Linked DNA regions of Mus musculus: regions 1 and 2 are each linked to region 3. Evidence: chromatin contacts called from public HiChIP or PLAC-seq data. All regions are on one chromosome and are shown on one strand. Each heading gives the region's core, a stretch centred on a gene start, on an enhancer-like site or on the middle of the called end of the contact. The rest is flanking DNA. Distances are from core to core; before and after follow the strand shown. Region 1 has its middle 90 kb from the start of Fbln2. Region 2 has its middle 88 kb from the start of Gm30437. Region 3 holds the start of Wnt7a (wingless-type MMTV integration site family, member 7A).

Region 1 (4,332 bases), core at 1,658-4,157, 110 kb after region 3:
AGTAGGGCATGCTGCTCTCGTGGGATGCTGTAGATTTCCCAGTGCCCAACTTGGAGAATTGGAGGCCAATGAGATAGCTAGTTTAAGCTTTGGTCAAAGATTCTCTTTAGAGCAAAGTCATCATTTCTTTTCTGCTACAACTCACAACTCACCTAAGTTTCCTGTCTATTTGCCTCTGGTCCATTCTGTAAAACATAAATGTACTTACTAGTCTTTCCTTGACTGTTTCTTTCCCACTTCCTTGCCTCTCTACCTCTTCCTCTCAACTTCTTCATGACAGTCTTAAGGCCACACTGTGGAGGGAGACGTTACTTCTTCACTGCAGGCTGAGAGTCTTCACGTTTTTCCATCCCTGAGTGTCCTTTCTCTGCCCCTTTTGATTCTGCTTCAGCCCAGCTGTTACCATCCCAGCTCTGCTCTTCCCAACACTGACAACACACAGCTCACTCTCCATCACTCTTCCCTAGCGTGCCTGCTCAGCGCCCTGTGCTCTGCTTCCAGCCCTCTCAGGCAACTCTCATCCCAGACTTGTCACCACCTCCGAACACAGGCCACAGCATTTCAAAGACTCTCAGTTTCCACACTGCTACTCCATACCAAAGCTATCTCATAGAGAGGCTCATGGGAGCTCTGACTTCTGTGTAAACGAGAGATAAACAGCTCCACACCTCACACTCCTCACCATACAGGTCTACTTCTTAATCTTGTCAGTTGGCAGAGGGTTGGCCAAGGAGTGAATAGTCGTCATCAGCTCCATGCAATTATCCTGGGCTTGAGTTCCTCTTGTTTAGGTCACCTTGGAAATATTCAAGGGATGGAGTCGAGCCACACCTTTCCAGAATGGACCCAGGAGCAGCTGGCAGCAGTGCTGCTGTCCACAGCCATGTGGCCAGAGCTGTCACTATCATGCATGATCCCAAGGGATATATATGTCTCTCCAGAGAGGAATTCAGATCTTAGGTTTGGGTCTAACCTCTGTCCCTACTGTCTCTGTCATGAGGCCTCCACACAGGGGATGAGAGTCCAGGCCAAACCAGCCTCCACAGCTCTCTAGCCCATGTTTGAGATTTCCTCAGCCAAGGCAGAAGTGACAAGTCCCTGCCCTGTGCCTGGTATTGCCTCTTCCCAACATTCCTCACCTGGGACTGAGGACATCAGACCCATGGCCTTGTGCCCAGTGTGACACAGCTCAGGGCAGAGTGTGGAAGAAGCTTTGACAGGAGTCTGTTCAGAGTATGCACTGGCCAGGACCAGAGTCCCTGAAGCTAGCAACTGTTTTTGCACTTCTACTTGCTTGGAAGATGCCCCAGGATCCTCTTGTTTCCTGTTTCTCATCCTAGTTTCAGCTGTGGCTCTCACAACCAGCTCTGTAATAGCAGTACCTGGAGTATCTCACAAGCCACTCCAGTGTTACCTCGTAGGTGTGACACAGCAGACCCAAGCCTCGCTGACCAGGTCAGGGGCAAGTCTGAAAGGACTATAAGGGTTGTTCAGTCCATGAACACTTACTCCAAGAGAAACGGGGTCTCTTCTGTCCTTGAGAAACTATCCTGAGGCATTTGCCAAACTTCTCTGACGGGCCCCAGCAGGTACAAGTCCTCATTCCACACAGTAGTGACTGGCTCAGGAGCACGTTCTCAGATTAGCCTCTTCCCCAGCCCTGCCTCACCCTTATCTTCTACTTCCAGTCCCTGAGATTGTATCTCAAATAGACGGGTCTTAAGCACATGGTGTGGGTGACACTTTAAGAGTGGGAGCCTTGGGAGTCTCCTTAGTTGGCCTGCTCACAAGGGCCCACAGGCAAGTCAAACATCACTGCAAAGATCATGAGGCTGTGGGTCCACAAAGCCCATGACCTGCTCCATTCCAACTTGATCCAGGATTGTGGCTTGACATGTCCTTATCCTGAAGCCGCTAACACTGGGAACTGTTATACGTGATACCAGACCCACATCACTCAACGCTCCAGACCCCAGCTTAGTCTCAACTTCCTTCTCCCCTCAGTGTCCCCACCAACACTGTAAGACAGGTTATATTATGATAGGCTGTGAAAGTCTAGCCTTCAAAGCCTTAGCTAAGACTAAGACTTTGTTGGACTTATTTGGAGACAGGGACTTTGAAGAGTGGCTGAGCCAAAATAGGGTCATAGCATAGACCCTTCATGTCATTCAGTTGGTGTCTACAGACATGTAAAGACAGCAGCCTTGAGCCATAGGGAGGGAGGGGCCTCAGAAGAACCATCTTTGAGGGCATCTTGGTTTTCGACTCCTGCTCTGTGGATCTGTAAGGAGTGGGTCTCTGTGCTGTGATGTCATGATAGCCTGAGGAAATATCACACTCGTCTACCCTATGTCCCTACCTCTGGGCCAGGCATGCAGGCCCTGCCATGATCAGAAGCCCATCTCTCTCCACCCCCCACCTGGTGTGCCAGCTGTAAAGCAAGTGCCCACCGCCCATCCATAGATGAGAAGTACCACACTTCTTCACAGGAGACAGTGAGATAAAGCCCACAATGGATCAAAAACAAAGGAGTCTGTCCTGACAGCCCTGCATCCCAAAGAATGCTCTAACTGATGGGTGGAACTGGAATCCACCCTCTCTGACTGCCCAACCTTACATATCCAGACCTATGTGGGGCTCCTCAGAGACATCTCTGGCCAGCCTGCAAAGACCTGTGCTCAGCAACAGCTGCCCATACCTCACCACTGTGGCTCAACTCAGACCCTTTTATCCTGTCCTGCAGATGAAGAGACAAGGCACTCACTGTGTCAGCCAGCCTATTCTGGGAGAATCCAGAGAAACTTAATGAATATGCAAATTGATGCAAATGATCCAGTGTGAAGCAGAGAGCAGTTTCCTTGACTCCCTTTGAGAGCTGTGCTGGTGAATAGGGGAAAATGCCTGTGAGTGGCAAGGCAATGGTCGGCATGGAAACAGGGCTGCCAAGGTGCCTAGGAGACTTCAGTCAACCCCAGAACCAACTATGTCAAGCATCCCCCTCAGCAATCCTGCTCACACTTGAGTCCCCACTTGAGCTGGAGAGTGCCCTAGACACTGGAGATGAGCTTCAACCCTGAGCCTTGAGAGCAGACTCAGGACATGTGAGTCCCAGAAAGCAAAGCTGGAAGCCCTGTAGCATCTTTCCTGTCATTAGGTAGAAGGTCTAAATTTCGGGGGCACCATCATAGGGACAGGGACCAGCAGGGCCAGAGACCAGGTCCAAAAGACTTACTCCACAGAGCCCAGATTTAGACCAAGGCAGAATAAATTCCCCGCAAACACTCTGCCCTTCCTCAGGAAGGACTCCTCTCCCGACTCAACCTATATAGCATGGTGGGCTATTTTTATTTGTGTTCCGGTGAAATAAAACAAGTTAAAGCAGAACATGAAATTTGAAGATTCCACCTTAAGGGGGAAAAAAATTCCCCCTTGCAATAACAAATCTCTAGAGCTGGTGCACTGCGGAGTGGAGCCCTCCCCGCTCAGACAAGTCCAAACGCTTCAGTGTCATGAAAACTCGGAGGACTGCTATGCCACCGAAAATTTATGACCCCCCAAATCATTCCCAAAAGACTGTGCACATTCCCCACCGAGGGCCACCTTCTGGTACAACCAGCTCCTCTCTAAGTGAGCCAAGAGGGCCACAGCTGCCACGTCAGACACATTCAGGTTGCCTGAGGCATCTGTTCTGTGGGGCCAGGAAGATTTTGTCTGAGCGCATCTGCCTAGAGACAGTGCTACCACATCCTGGAAGGTCCCCTTCCGGCCCCTAGACATGGCAGTCACCTCCACCCTCAAAGACACAGAGCATCTCAGTTCCAGCCTCAAGCCCTATGGCTCCCCACCTTCCAGTGGGGAGCTGAGGTGACTGCCCTCACACTCTCCTCTGAGAACTGCTTTTGCCTTTGAAGACGATGAACTGGAACACTTCTAGTCTGAAATTCTAAATTCTGAGCTTTGGAGATGTGGAAAGGATTTGGGGGGGGGGGCGGGAAAACTCCTCGGCCCACAAAGGAATGGAGCTGAGATGGACCCTTAGTCTTTGGGAACCCAGAACCATGGGTCTCACGCAGCAGTAAGTAAAGCAAGCTGGAAGGCAGACAGGAATTTGAATCTACAGACCCAGGTCCAACCTCCTCTAGCGCCAGACTGCCCCTGACCCAGGAACATATTTGAGATGACTTTTCTGTCAACCCAACGCTACTACAGCAAGTGTGTCCTTTTGTGCTAAAGTTGCTTCAGCGACAGATTGCACATCTGGTCCCAGTTTTCCTGCCCTCTGTCCCTAGACCCCTACCTCATCCCCCTCCCAGATCAGCAGTGGACTGACGA
Region 2 (4,513 bases), core at 1,319-3,818, 89 kb after region 3:
GGAGGCTCCTGCCTCACCTCTTAGGAGGCTCCCGAAGCTCGCCTCACCCTTCTCCAACCTTTCCTGCACCCAGGCCCAGGCAGCGTTAACTCAGAAAGCCCTGCCAGCTCCCCCCAGGAAAGGCCCAGGCTAGCGGAAAGAGACATTCAGAGCCCGCCAACCCTGCAATTAGTGATAAGATGGATTCTTCCCCCTGACAGGCATAGGAGATACAGGACCTGTTATTACCCAGCATAATTACAGCGTCTAGGCTGAGGAGGGCCCTGTGAGAGAACAACCTCGGCAGGCGTTCATGTCCTCCTCCCTTCTGCTCTTCCGCAGAGGCAGAAGCATTCAATGGGCCTGGGGTCCGTACTCAGACTCTTTCAAGGGCTTCAAGGCAGGCTCGCTTTCTCCAGGGCTAGAGTCAGCTCCCTGCATCAGAAATGGCACCATGGGAAGGCTGAGTGGCTCTGGTTGTCCTTGCTGGGCCTCCGTCTCCCTGTTCCAAGCCAAGTCTGAGTCCCAGTGGCACCTAGTGCCAGTGAAAAGCCACCAGTTTACTGGCTCTCCCAAGCACATCTTGGCGCTTAAGTGGATGACATATATTCAGCCTCAGTTTCCCTGAGCTAAATGGGTATTCTCCAGGCAGACAAATGAAGCACCTGCCCACCTACTGTGTGCTGGTGCTCAGAAAACACTAATGCACGGCTCTTTTTACACCACAGAGGCCTTGTTTAGAAGCAAAAGAGAACCCATGAGCTAGGAGCCTACTGTATGTTTCATTCATGATAGGTACATGAATATCTTCTTATATCTTCCTGGGAAAGAGAGAGGTGTTTGTCCAAGAGTCCCCACCACTGTGCGTGCGTGCGTGCGTGCGTGCGTGTGTGTGTGTGTGTGTGTGTGTTACTAAAACCTTATGGACTGCTGCTGCTAACAGAGTCAACTGTGTGAGTGTTGAGCAGGTGGTATCTTTGGGCCCAGATACTCATAGAACAGGGCTTGGAGTTAAATAATTTTAACACAATAGATAATCCTTTCTTCTGTCCTGATCATTACAAAGAAAACCACCCTTTGGTACTTGTCTGTTTCTGCTGCTCTCCATACTGGACTTGGCACCTAGTAACCAAGAAGACAGAGGTGAGGCTCAGAGACAGAGGAACTGAGATCTGTTAGTGTTACCTCTCACTCACTGCACAGGTTGATGGGCATTTGCGTGAAATCTCCCTGGGTGGGTTTTAAGATAGTTTATCAAATTTCCATTTGCTAAGAAGCAGATGTTCTTAGAAGAAGGATAATTCCAAGGCAAGGAGGAGCCAGTGCAAGCCAAGGACACATGGGTGGTGACACTCAGGCAATCTTCACAGCTCGAAGCCTGATGACTTTTGCCCTGACTGTCACCTGCTCCAGTCTCTGCCATTGAGGCTCATCAGGTCCCCTGGACCCCCCCCCCCTTCCCTCCTCTGCAAAGATGGCAGCACTGGCCACTGTGGACCTGGGTCCCTGCCAGGTATCGTGCTGAGTGAGATGTCAGTGTGCTGTGGCTTCTGAGAGGCTGATGGGCTAATGAGGGGGCACCTGACAGCCCTGAAGACCTGACATGTCTATTCTCAGGAAGCACAACATCTGGTTTTAGCCCGGCCTTCTCCGCTCCATCTGCCCGCCCCTTCGATGGCCTAGCAGGGTCCACCTGACAGATCGCCCTCCTGATATCTTTATTATGGCTTTGAAAAGTCTCTGTGGGGGCTCCTGACCCCATCCCCTCCTGGAGAAATGCTCCCCGAGGCAGTGTGATGCAGGTCGGGTTAGGGACGAGATAGCACCTATGCTTCCTGGGCAGGCTGCTCCCCTGTCACTGGGCCTGCTCCATAAATAACAGCAGCCTCCTGCAGAGGTCCCACTGGGCCAGGGAGGTGCAGATGCTCACAGGACATGCTCAAGGCGGCGTTTCTACATTTCCTGACAGAGGTCAGCCTGAGATGAGCTGCAGGAAGTAACGATTTCCGAAAACAAGCCCTAAGTGGATTTGTGCCGCCTGGGCTGGGCCTACAGTGGTCTTCGGTAGTCTCTGATTCCCTGTACTCAGAAGGACCACATACAAGCTACCACGCACTCGCTCCTCCATTCCCTGATCATACATTGGTTTCTGGAACAAATGATCCTGTTTGTTCAAGAAAACCACGACATGAAAACAAGACTGGAGAGGTGTGTGTTAGAGAAAGAGCCAAGTGTTGGCTCTATACCACGGTCAGGACAGCAGCTGGCCTCAGCGAGAGCCACCCTTGCTATACAGGCACACCTGAACACAGCGTGGAGTCAGGACTGGCAATTCTGTCACATTTTGAATGGCCTCATCTATAAAATCCAGAATTACCCTGGCAAGATTCCAGCCTCTCCCCTGCTCCACACACACCCCAAAGTATCCAACTGCTATCACTAGGAGAGAGGCGTGGAGCATCATGGGCTGGAGTGGCTGCACCAGTCCTGGCTATAAAACTCTGAGCATAGGCTACCCCATACTCCAGGGTTTCCTGAGCAACCATAAATGGAAAAGAAGCCTGAGAGAGCACGCACTGCATGTGGGTTATATGCTTGCACTGAGCATGTGCGAACCTTTCTCCATGTCATTATCCACACAATGCAGCATAACAGCTATTTAGCAGCATTTCTCCATGTCATTATCGCTACACAATACAGGGAGCAGCATTTACCCTAGCATGGATACTGCCGTGGCATTGTGAGCAGTCTGGCATGTACATGAACAAAGGGTTGTGTGGGTTACAAGCGCAAGCCACACTATTTCACAGAAGTTACACGGTGGTAACTGGGCTTCATGGTATGGTGGTAAAAATCTAGTGACATCCAAAGGGTGCCCATTAACTTTCACTTCCTCAGTCCTTTGCATGCAGTCACCCCACAGCTTGCCTCTCCTTTGTGCAGATGAGGAGCTGAGTCCCAGAGGCACAGTGATGGTCTCAGGACTGGAGCCAGAGATAAGCTTCGTCTTGGTCTCAGAGGTCAACGACACCTCTCATACCCCACAGGAAGCTGGCACTCACCTGCCTACTGAAGGTGAGAAGTTCATGGAAGTGGCAGACTGGGAATATGCCATGACATGCTGCAGGTGGCTTGCTGCAGGTAGCTGCTGACCCCCTTCACACTGCTTGTAGTCATAGGCTAGACTTATAGGTTGTCGCCCAATGGCACATCAAGCACACCCTGTGCATGCTAAGTCATATGATGCTATGTAACAACCCCAGTTGTGCATCTGCAACTCACCCAAGTGCAGGTGAGACATGGTTTTAAAAACTGGCATCATCTTCACTCTGAGCATGTGCACTTCTGGTCAGCACTCCCTGAACAATGCTGCAGAGTCGCCATCTGCAAGCCCTTTGACTTCACACTGCGAGCTCCAAGCCACCTATGATGCTTAAAAGCATGTGGGAGAACATTTAGAGTTTCTGAGCAAATACCTTACATTAGATGAGGGACTTGAGCAGCTGTGGGGTTAGGAATCCATGGAGGATCCTGAAACCGACACCTCCCAGATCGGCAGGAACGATTATGTAATAAATAATGTCGTCGGGGAGCTGGTGAGGGTGCTCAGTAGTTAAGAGCGCTTGCTGTTCTTCCAGAGGACCTGGGTTCAGTTCCTTATTGGGTAATTCACAACTGCCTGTAACTCCAGCTCCAGGCAATCAGAGGCCCTCTTCTGGCCTCTGAGAGTACCCACATACATGCACATGCGCTCGCGCGCATGTGTGTGTGCGCACACACACACACACACACACACACACAGAGGGAGAGAGGGAGGGAGGGAGACAGAAGGGGAGGGAGGAAGAGAGGAGGGGATAAAAACAAGGAGTGGAGAAATGGCTCAGCAGTTAAAAGCATTTGTTGCTCTCTACAGAGGACCCAACTTCAGTTCCCAGCATCTACGTGGTGGCTTTCACCTGTCCAATTCCAGGGACTCTGACACCTTCTCCTGACCTCTGCAGGTACTAGGCACAGGTATATGTGCCATACTTACATGCATGCAGGCAAAACATTCATACATATTTTAAAACTTTTTAAATTATTAAATAAAATAATTTTTTAAAAAAATGAAGCATGCTGGAATTAGGTGGGGCCAGCCTTTTCACCAAGATGGCGCCAAAAGCGAAGAAGGAAGCGCCTGCCCCTCCCAAAGCTGAAGCCAAAGCGAAGGCCTTGAAAGCTAAGAAGGTGATTCTGAAAGGCATCCACAGCCACAAAAAGAAGAAGATCTAAACGTCCAGCGGCCCAAGACCCTGCAGCTCTGGAGGCAGACAAAATATCCTCGAAAGAGTATGCCCAGGAGAAACAAGCTTGACCACTATGCTATCATCAAATTCCCACTGACCACTGAGTCAGCCATGAAGAAAATAGAGGATAACAACACTCTAGTGTTCACTGTGGATGTCAAGGTCAACAAGCATCAGATCAAACAGGCTGTCAAGAAACTCTATGACATTGATGTGGCCAAAGTCAATACCCTGATAAGGCCCGATGG
Region 3 (4,355 bases), core at 49-2,548:
CTCTCTTCCCTCCACATCACTGGCTTTCTTTCTCTTCATCCTTGCTCCTCCTTCACCCACTCCTAGCTTCTACCATAATGGGCCCAAATCCTGTGATCTGCTGCGGACAGCCCAGCCACTTCCTCAGAGCTAAAACAAACATTTTAGTGCACAGAACCCTCTTTCCCATTGCCCGGTCCCCGGTCCTGTGACCTTCTCACCAGCCGGTGCCATCTGAAGCTATGCATGTGCTTACTGGACAGGGCTCCTGTACGTATCCATTTACCATCATCTGCACCTGTCAATGAGGAAGCTATCACAGGCTTGCCCAGAGGCAAGGAAGGCGCGCACAGAGAACTCCTTGCAATGGAGATTGGTTGAACAATGTAGTGGCCATATTCTGAAAGCGCCCCCCCCCCAGGCTGTACCCAGACCAAGGTCTCCCGTGTTCCTTGAATCCACGGTTGTCAGCATGGCTGGCGCCAGTAGCCCGTGGACGCATGCGTGAACAGCGGCTGTACATGAAGGTATGCATGAAGAACTGCAGTCTGGAAGGCTAAGCAGGCCTGGAGTGGAGAGAAGAGTAGGGGTCACTAGAGTTGGGGCTACCTTGTTCCAATCTGGCTATTCACCTGTTAGTGACTTTGAGTTTGACTTCACCTCCTCAGTTTCTCCAACTGAAACTTGGGCTGCGTGTCTCTGATCAGAAAGACAAAAGGCCAGAATGCACCACCTGCCGCACCCAGCAGGTGTCGCCGTGAGAGCGCTCTGAGCTTTCACCTGCGCGTGTTCTCAGGTTCTGCTACTGGTCATTGGGCTCCAGTCCAATTCCAAGTCTCCACCGGTAGCAAGATTCCGGAGGATCCTGTCACGTCTCGCCTTAGGTGCAATCAGCCCCTCGCACAGACGAGGGTGAGGAGAGAATGTGTGGGGTAGTAGTTCTGCAGGAGTCTCCACCCCAGTTCCCTGTTTCTGGCCCGTGTGACAGAGCTCTAACAAGGCGTGAGGGTTCTGAAATGAGCCTATATCCTCTACACCCAGAGGATGGCCCTTGGGCACCTGCTGGTCTCAACCTGCGAGTTAGCGAAGGATGCTAGGCAGGCAGGATTCCACCGCCCTCCACCCCCAACTCCGCTCCACGCCCCCGCCTCCCACCGCCGCGAGCTCGGAGGAGCGCCGCGGGAGCGCGCTCGGGGCAGACATCCTCGACCCGCGGGCGCTTGGGCGCGGGGCGGGCGCTCCGGGAGGCGGGCGGGGGAAGGGCGGAGAGGGAGGGGCGGGGGCGGGAGGCAGCAGCGCCCCGCAGTCCCCGCGCCTCAAACACTTGCCGCGATCGCTGGCGCGCAGCGGCGCCCCTTGTTGCGCTTGTTCTCCCCTCCTCTGGCTCCGCGGCTCCCGCGCTCTGGGACAGTCTCCAGTGCCTAGCGCGGACCGACGCACCGACGGACCGCCCAGGGAGCCTCGGCCCGCGCCCCCTGCGCAGGCTATGTGGATTGCCCCGCCGGGCCCGGCTGGCGGGATCAGCACAGCCCGGCCCGTGGCACCCGCCACCAGCGGGGACTATGACCCGGAAAGCGCGGCGCTGCCTGGGCCACCTCTTTCTCAGCCTGGGCATAGTCTACCTCCGGATCGGGTAAGCACCGCGCGCGTTCTTTCCGCGCGTGCGACGGAGGCAAAGTTGACTGGGCCCGGGAGGGAGGCGCGCTGCCCAACTTAGCTCAGGAGAGGCAGTGGGAGGTGCAGGAACCCTGAGGGCACAAAGGCTCCCCGTGAGCGGACAACCCAGGGGCGCACGCAATTCCACAGACTCGGGCAGGGGATCGGCCATCCCAAGGATCTCAGAGTCAGGGATACCTCCAGAAACAGACAGTTAAGTGTTTCTGGAAGCGAATATCTGCTCTATGGGGTCCCCAGGAACCGCCCCACCCCCCGCCCCTGCGCGCAAGCCACAAGCACAGTAGATCCGGCAGGACCACAGCCACCCCTAGAGAGCTCAATTCCCAGCAGGAATTCTACGCGCGATATTGTGAGCGCAGCCCTTTTGCAGACAGGGCTACTCATGTAGCAAACGTGGGCCCAGGACTGGGGGTGTTCCCTGGCAAAAGCATAAACCACCTTTCAGAGCTCTGGCACCGCCTCATTTCCAGCGGCCCTCAGACCCCCTTCCCAAGCTAGGAGGACAGCACATTTAACAATCAGAACCAAATAGTACGACCAGAGATAGTTAATGGCTAGTCGGAGACACCAAGGAGAGACGCTCTCTAGCCGCCACCCAAAGAAAGCAAGACAGCCGACCCTGGGGTCGCTGGGGTGGGAGCCAAAGAACCCAGGCGTCAGGAGGTGGGGCAGGAGACACTCTAACTGGAAAGTGGAAGCAGGTGGCTTCTTGCGCTGCGTTGCGCGGCCTCTCTTTGTACTTAGGAAGTGACTTGTGTGCAGCACGGTTTTGGGGACGTGGGGGGCTTTAATCATAGACAGAGGTCCTAGCGCCAAAGGGCTACCTTGGGAGGCTTCACACCTGCCTCTCTCTATACACCCCTACTACCTGTGAACCTCCTGTCGCTGCCTTGGGAAGAACTGGACCCAAGGCCAGGGGGCGTGTGTGGCAGACCCTTTGTGTTTCTCCGCCGCCACCCTCAGGGTTCCCACTTCCCCAACCCCACCTCTCTGGAATGGGATTTCAAAACCAAGTGCGCTCTGAGTGGACTAGGCGGCCTCCAGCCCAACCGCGGATCGAGAGGCGGCTTCTGGGCTCGCGCGCTGCCTGCCTGCGGGTGTGTTTTAAGTGTTATTGATTCGCCCGCGTCTGGATGGCTTTTCTTTTCTTTTCTTTTTTTTTCCCCCCCACTTGCTTTAATCTTCATCTTGGCCCGCGCACTACCGCCCTGCGCTCATCCACTCATCCAGCATCCAGGAAGCGAGGTCGGGCTCATTGGCTCTGGCCGCGTTAGGTATTATCTTCTTTTTAATTAGAAACGAGGGGCGGAGACACTAAAGACTGGAGCAGGGGAAAGCGGCAGAAAGTAAAACTCCCTGATTTCTCCGGGACCTGACACCTCATTGGCTCACTAGGGGCTACCCTAGGGGAGGAGGCGGAGGTCAGGGGGCGTGGCCTTCTCTCAGGGCAGTTGGAGGGAGGTCCCGGTTAAGAGTTTCAGTGACTTTGAACCGCTCTGCTGGGTCCGAGGGTTAAGGTCCCCAAGTCCCTTGAGGTTTCTCAGTCTGGTAGGTAAGACTGGCTCCTGTGTCACCTATGTGTGACATATTTGTGGTATTCTAATTTTACCTGGGCTGTTCAGATGACTGCAGTACTAGCCCTGGGAACCATAAGTTCCAAAAGCGATAAAAATGGCACCTCAACATGTGCTTCCTATCGACCCTCTGAGGTGCAGACGGCCTCTCAGAAGCTCTTGTTTAAGCAGTGCAGGCTCTGAGATACATAAGGGGGGTTGTGAACCTGCTCCAGGTTAGAAAGTGAAGGAAGGCTTTGATGGAAAAGGGGCCTGCCCCCTTGGGCACTAGAAAATTGCTTCTCTGAGATTCGGGTCCCATGGTATCATGGCTCTCTGCAGGGACAGGTATTTCCTGGTCATCAGCTAGGTGTTTAGAAGACTTGTGGCCAAAATCCTGCCCTGCCCTACCTCAGACTTCATCTGGACTGTGGCTCTGTGAGAGGTCCTCTGTAGTAGCTGAGAGGACACCACCCCCTCTCCAGCACCTGCTAGTCAGAGCCCTCCTCCAGGTCTCACCCCCTATCTCTGTGTCCCCTCCAGTGGCTTCTCTTCGGTGGTAGCTCTGGGTGCGAGCATCATCTGTAACAAGATCCCAGGCCTGGCTCCCAGACAGCGGGCAATCTGCCAGAGCCGGCCGGACGCCATCATCGTCATAGGAGAAGGCTCCCAAATGGGCCTGGACGAGTGTCAGTTTCAGTTCCGAAATGGCCGTTGGAACTGCTCAGCGCTGGGAGAGCGTACTGTCTTCGGGAAGGAGCTCAAAGTGGGTATGTGATCATCAGACACCCTGCACAGGGTCTTTGGAGCTATAAGGAGCCAGTACCCTTTGGGAGCTCTATGTGATCCCTTCACTTGCTCTAGTTCTAGTATCCTTGATGACTGTATCTTGTGCATGGTTGACTTAGACTGATGTCCAGGACTGCATCTGGAAGCCATGCCACTTTGCTGGTTACAGGCAAAGCTCGGGCACGAACTAATGGCCTAAAATCTTGCTGGCTGATCTAACATGTTTTCAAATGAGACCTGAATTTAAATGTGGGGTGTTTTACCCAAAGGTGTTGCAGCCTCTTTTGGGAAATAGGCAGATCTATTGGTTACTTAATGTGCGTAGGGAATCATTGTGATGGTTAGAGCTGAGATACA

Evidence for each region. HiChIP or PLAC-seq counts read pairs in DNA pulled down with a chosen protein or histone mark.
Region 1: an H3K4me3 HiChIP or PLAC-seq map of embryonic forebrain shows a contact between it and region 3, with 5 times the contacts expected there. The contact joins the enhancer-like site here to the promoter of Wnt7a in region 3. A contact is called at or near these places in 20 of 39 promoter capture datasets (the 3T3-L1 cell line, 3T3-L1-derived adipocytes, the C10 cell line and 12 more), 1 of 15 datasets of contacts at CTCF or cohesin (pro-B cells), 53 of 484 Hi-C or Micro-C datasets (the 3T3-L1 cell line, 8-cell embryo, the AML12 cell line and 31 more), 25 of 115 datasets of contacts at active chromatin or transcription factors (astrocytes, craniofacial prominence, differentiating embryonic stem cells and 13 more) and 3 of 9 other capture datasets (adipose tissue, liver and pancreatic islet).
Region 2: an H3K4me3 HiChIP or PLAC-seq map of embryonic basal ganglia shows a contact between it and region 3, with 2.2 times the contacts expected there. The contact joins the enhancer-like site here to the promoter of Wnt7a in region 3. A contact is called at or near these places in 5 of 39 promoter capture datasets (HPC-7-derived erythroid cells, the SN4741 cell line, cranial neural crest and 2 more), 2 of 15 datasets of contacts at CTCF or cohesin (large pre-B cells and pro-B cells), 4 of 484 Hi-C or Micro-C datasets (the HPC-7 cell line, embryonic fibroblasts and nephron progenitors), 15 of 115 datasets of contacts at active chromatin or transcription factors (craniofacial prominence, embryonic basal ganglia, embryonic forebrain and 6 more) and 3 of 9 other capture datasets (adipose tissue, liver and pancreatic islet).

Annotation. Positions count from the first base shown.
Region 1 is chr6:91,300,581-91,304,912 of GRCm38.p6, reverse strand. No RefSeq gene overlaps it. Among named protein-coding and RNA genes, the nearest start is that of Fbln2, 90 kb to the right of the region's middle. Within about 2 kb of position 2,907, at least 64 of the 459 cell types and tissues checked have an H3K27ac peak or open chromatin away from gene starts, as enhancers often do. A contact at or near this core is called in astrocytes, cerebral cortex, cortical neurons and 10 more, where this site is marked.
Region 2 is chr6:91,320,651-91,325,163 of GRCm38.p6, reverse strand. No RefSeq gene overlaps it. Among named protein-coding and RNA genes, the nearest start is that of Gm30437, 88 kb to the left of the region's middle. Within about 2 kb of position 2,568, at least 11 of the 459 cell types and tissues checked have an H3K27ac peak or open chromatin away from gene starts, as enhancers often do. A contact at or near this core is called in embryonic basal ganglia, where this site is marked.
Region 3 is chr6:91,408,296-91,412,650 of GRCm38.p6, reverse strand. Wnt7a (wingless-type MMTV integration site family, member 7A) reads left to right here and starts at 1,298. Exons shown (of 4, transcript NM_009527.4): 1 at 1,298-1,612; 2 at 3,753-3,979. The coding sequence starts at 1,542. Gm30437 (a long non-coding RNA gene) reads right to left here and starts at 1,323. Exons shown (of 2, transcript XR_377869.4): 1 at 640-1,323; 2 at 1-545.